Linked DNA regions of Zea mays: region 2 is linked to region 1. The links are chromatin contacts, called in public Hi-C maps. All regions are on one chromosome and are shown on one strand. Each heading gives the region's core, a stretch centred on a gene start, on an enhancer-like site or on the middle of the called end of the contact. The rest is flanking DNA. Distances are from core to core; before and after follow the strand shown.

Region 1 (2,700 bases), core at 116-2,615:
TCAATCGAGTTATCGTATCTCACTGAAGATCGGGCCGCGTCTACTATCATATGTGCTATATTTCGGGGTATGAGTTCGAGTTCGGTTCCTAACCTTTAAAACCCGAATAGACCGAATAACCCGAGATATTAAAAAGCTCTTAATATGTAATGTTATTATTATATGATTTATGAACTTATTAGCTAAAAATAATGATATCATCTTAAAGATAGTATATATATCTTTGTATGCTAATTTTTATAGTCACTTGTTGTAATAATAGTACTTTTAATTAATTATTCGTTATATATATTTTAACAAAACATACTAATCTCTCTACAATTTGGGTCGATTCGGTGGACCGAATAGACCGAACCGAAATTGTGAGTCTATTCAGGTTTGATTTCTATTTTTTTTTGAAAATTTCGGTTTTCATTTTTCACAACCCGAAATTTCACAAACCCGAATAGACCGAACCAAATTACCCGACCGAATGACCAGCCCTAATCTAGACAATGCCAGTTTACCAATGGAGAAATAATGCACGCTGTTTCACGTACTCTCTCAAGTTTAGGGTAGCCTTTTATTGCAAATACCTTACTCCCATGGTTTCCCTGTGAAAAGCTTTTAGATAACATGTTACAATAATGAAAAAAGCTTTTGCACCTTCGCTAAAAGGTTACCATGAACACTCTCTGTATCACTGTTTTTGAATCGGTCGAATATTTGAGTTTCCCTTTGCTCAGCAATGCTCTGAAAGAAATGTTTCAGATACTCCATCTGTTCTAATTTATAGTTCGTTTGACGGGTTCGTCTTATTAAAAAAATTCATAATAATTATTATTTTTTACTATGATATCGTCTACTCTATAATATAATTAAAGCCTAGCTTTAAATTTTTTTTGCAAAAAAATGAATAAAATGAGATGGTCAAACTTTGTAAAAAATCAAACGAATTATAAATTAGAACAGAAGGAGTATTACATAAAAGCTTGTGCGTTTTCCACAGTGATTTTGAGCGACCTTATTGATCTTATCTGAAAGATACTCATCCGTCGCGCTCATCTTTTGCTGGTTGAACCAAAGAGCCCACTAATGGAAAAAAACAACACGCAAATTCTTGTTCCAGAACATTTCCAAAACATATATCACAAGTCCAAATCCTAAAGCAGAAACAAGCCAATTTCTGAGATGTTTTATCTTATACCACAAAACAAAATAATGAAATTCCATCAGAAAAAGCTTCAGTAAACGTGTACCGGGCCGAAACGTCCCGAGCCCATGGGCGAAGCCCAACAAGCGGCCCAGCACGAAACGTCGGAGCCCTAGCGAAAATCCTCAGCGCCGCCGCGCACTATAAGTAGCGCCTCCAAACCCTAGGCTGCTACGCGCTTCCTCTCGCCCTCGCTCCTCCGCCGCCGCCGCCGCCGCATCAAGCCCCCGCCCCGCCGTCGCCTGAGGTAGACACCAATCCGCCGCCATGGGGCGTATGCACAGCCGCGGGTAACCCTCCCGTCCTCGTCCTCGTAACACTGGTGCTATTGCTTCTAGTGTGGTGAATCTGTGTGCTGATGGCGGCTGCGTGGCTCCGTGACGCAGGAAGGGTATCTCATCGTCGGCGCTTCCCTACAAGAGGACGCCTCCTACCTGGCTCAAGACCGCTGCCTCCGACGTGAGAGCCTTCTCCTCTCCTTCGACTCCATTGCATTCGGCCGTCGTCTGGTTCCGCTATTGTTGGGATTGCGGATTTGGTTCGCTGACGTGTGTTCATCGCCTGGTAGGTGGAGGAGATGATCACAAAGGCAGCGAAGAAGGGACAGATGCCGTCGCAGATCGGCGTCCTGCTCCGTGACCAGCACGGTATCCCCCTTGTCAAGAGCGTCACCGGCAGCAAGATCCTCCGCATCCTCAAGGCCCATGGTGAGAACTACATCCCTATCGCTCGATTCACATGTTGCCAGTGGCGAAGCCTGAGGTACAGTGAGTGTGAGGCTGGCAAATCTAAACCTTCATCAGGAAAATATACCAAGATACGGAAGCATCCTTTATAGAATTGCAAAACCAGGAGGGGTCATGGCCCTAATGAAGCTCCACCTCGGCTTGTCGGTATTTTGTGATTTGTACTGTAATCATGTTTCATGTGCACGTGTAGGGCTGGCACCAGAAATCCCCGAGGACCTGTACTTCCTCATCAAGAAGGCGGTGGCGATAAGGAAGCACCTTGAGAGGAACAGGAAGGACAAAGACTCTAAATTCAGGCTCATTCTTGTGGAGAGCAGGATCCACCGCCTTGCCCGCTACTACAAGCGCACAAAGAAGCTTCCACCCACCTGGAAGTAGTAAGTCAACCAGAACCCATTCCTTGCCTCAACCATGGAGTTGCGAACTGTCAGTTATCTTGGTGATTTGTATCATGTGTTTGATGTGAGAGTCAATGTGCACCAATACTACATAGGAGCTGTTCTAGACACATTAGTTGTGTGTGGTATGCTTTTATTCTAATCAACTGAAGCTAGATATGCATATCATGGGCTCTGTTGTATCTACAAGGGCGGAGGTTTAGGCAATCGTGTTTACTATTTCACTGTTGTTCTGATTGTAGTCTTTGTGAGCACCAGATAAATTGTCAAAATACATACTATTTGACTTTAATGCTAGCTTAGACATGTTGAAGTGTGCTTATGTGTTAGTGGGGATTGACACATTTTTGTTGTCTATTAC
Region 2 (2,700 bases), core at 66-2,565, 360 kb after region 1:
CTCAAAACTTGAGTACTTGTAATAACAAAAGCCTACAGACATAACGTAAGATAAGTCTTGGACAGCATAAGCGAATTTGCTAATGGCTGGGTAGCGAGGGTCTCAGTCGAACAGGCTGAAGCCCATGTCGTCATCAGACTCCTCCTTGGGCTCTTCCTTCTTCTCCTCTGCAGCAGGGGCAGCAGCAGCTGCAGCACCCCCAGCTGGGGCGGAAGCAGCAACTGGAGCAGCGCCACCACCTACAAACGAATTTCAATACAGCAAATTGTTAGTCCTTTCAGAATAGAACTGGAAAAATCTTATGCACAAATTCAAGACTAACAACACAAAGGGCGACAAATTAACACAATCTAGCATGAAGTTCCAGTATAAACCAGTATAAACATGCACAGGGAACTCATTAGTGGATGTAAGGTAATTCTGGAACAAAATAAGGGGCCAAATGCATCCTGAATGTACTCATGGCAATGCCTCTCCATTTCACTAGCACAATGAAGATTGGAGTCACATACATGTCAAATTTAGCATTGAAAAAAAAACTAAGGTTCAATTCAAGTAAACAGAAAGATACTTAATACTCAGTTTAGTGAGTACAAATACACAGTAAGGTTCGGTTACAATGAATGTGAGATCTTATAATGTACTACTAATCGGTCAAGTAGGACAGAACTGACCCTATCACAGGGTTGGGTAATACGAACAATATTTAAAGACGTTAAGAATTAAGATTGTAAAAAAAACTAGGGACATAACCGAATAAGGTAAATCTACAAGAATAACCACCATCCACCGGCATATAAACACACGAAAGTATCTTGATAGCAAGACAGGGTGCATACCAGATCCCACGGAGAGGATTAGATCCTCAACGCTGCGCTTCTCCAGGAGCTTAGCGAAGAGCGCCGGCCAGTAGGACTCGACCTTGATGTTGGCCGCCTTCACGATGGTGGCGATCTTCTCGGCCTGCAAACAAGAAACACCCCCCACATAACCACGCGACCGCTCAAAAAAAAGAAAACTCTGAGATTAAAAGAACACTGCAGCGTGAGAGAACGCACGGTGATGGCGATGCCGTCGTCGCTGAGGATGAGGGCGGCGTAGGTGCAGGCGAGCTCACCGGAGGCCATGGGTGCGGGCGGCTTCGTCTAACCGGACGGATCTGCGACCTCTGCTAAGAAAAGAAAAACACGACACCGAGGTTAGGCGCCAATCGCGGCGGCAGCGGCGGCAAGCAAGGGCGCGAGCCAGAGGTGGAGCCGACGGCACGTACCAGAGGGAGTGAGGCGGCGAGGAAGGTGGAGGCGCTGGAGGGTGGAGGCTTCTAGGGTTTCGGAGGGAGGCGGCGTGGGTGGACATAATATAGGTGCTTGGGTTGGTAGGGCTTTGCCAGTGGCAGAAGTTTGGGCCGTATTGGGCCTTGTCGTGGGCTTTGTTCCCTGCGTCGTCATCGCTCTTTGGGTTGGACTGACTAGGCACTTCCAGTTTTCCATAAGCCATTTTGTTTTGCTTTTGACATGCCATGCCATGCCCCGGCCGACTAAAGGTTTAAGAATCGTAATCATTTTGTTTTGCGAATTGTCATCTTCGTGTTCATCGCATGAGAAAAAAAAATGACAAAATGACATTAAAGAAACAAAGCACACACGTTAAATAATACTAGTCGATTGCCCGTGCGTTGCAAACGGCTTATAACAATACCTATATAAACTATCCAGTAAAAATATTTCAATATTTTTTATTGATTGTCTCCGCTCTCCGTATAATATATTTTTTGATTTGGCTAACTGATGTTATTATTTACTCCATTCAATATATCTTGGTACAACACGGTCAATGAAGTGAGCGACTAGAAAAGAGTTCACAGCGACTACTGAACGAATAGAGATTATAAAATGACATAATTCTACCATACATAGACCAAATAAGAAAAGTTTGTGAGCTCAAGTTTCTAAAATAAGTCACATGAACTCAAACTTATAAAAAGGATAAATCAAAATATAGAGTGATTGCTAAATTCAGGCATCAATAAAATATGGATGCGCTCTATATAAATTATGCTACTTCGTAGCAATTACTAACGCTTAAAATCAACAAATAACATTTCATTTCCTGTTATTGTGGCAAATAATTGTTGCCCCATCCAATTTAGCAACCTCAAACACCATAGAGTCCATTGCGCCAATGTGGTCTCAGAAACGACTTCATGCTTGCAAGAGCCAAGAACGTCGTGACGTGCTTGGGCTGTAGCCTCGGTCCGTAGTGCTGATCCGGCCTAAGACGATTATATATTTTTTATTTTATAAAAAACATATATACATATATATACATATTAAAAACATATAAACATGATGTTCTACTGGTTAGACAGCTTTACCCAGTGTCTCCCGCCCTTCTTACATCAGAGCAATGAGTTCAAACCCCACATCCTCCACCCTTTTTTAAATTTTACGTTGATTTAATCAAATGGTCCGACGGGCTAAAGGGCTGGCCCGGCACAGCCAGCAGGCCAACATGACGTGCCTGGACCAGTGTTATGGCCCGCGGGTGTCTGGCCCGTGCCGGGCCGCTGTTTGGCCATCTATAGACGTGTTGTCGGTGTTTTGGGTCCGATCGCGCACCCAGGGTTGTCCCTCGAGGTGCTTTTTGGGGTAGGACGGTGTTACCGACTGTAGCTCGATGGTTCGTGCCAGATGCACGAGA

Evidence for each region. A called contact is a pair of places that touch in the nucleus more often than the background predicts.
Region 2: a contact with region 1 is called in a Hi-C map of ear, with 2.5 times the contacts expected there. The contact joins the promoter of LOC100282819 here to the promoter of LOC542726 in region 1. A contact is called at or near these places in 2 of 25 Hi-C or Micro-C datasets (ear and tassel).

What each region holds. Positions count from the first base shown.
Region 1 is chr4:39,628,463-39,631,162 of Zm-B73-REFERENCE-NAM-5.0, forward strand. LOC542726 (ribosomal protein13) reads left to right here and starts at 1,366. Exons shown (of 5, transcript NM_001112238.3): 1 at 1,366-1,482; 2 at 1,579-1,651; 3 at 1,761-1,899; 4 at 2,132-2,318. The coding sequence starts at 1,460.
Region 2 is chr4:39,984,618-39,987,317 of Zm-B73-REFERENCE-NAM-5.0, forward strand. It overlaps LOC100282819 (60S acidic ribosomal protein P1), which reads right to left and starts at 1,316. Exons shown (of 4, transcript NM_001294271.2): 1 at 1,271-1,316; 2 at 1,059-1,168; 3 at 840-963; 4 at 1-239. The coding sequence starts at 1,127. The coding sequence ends at 103.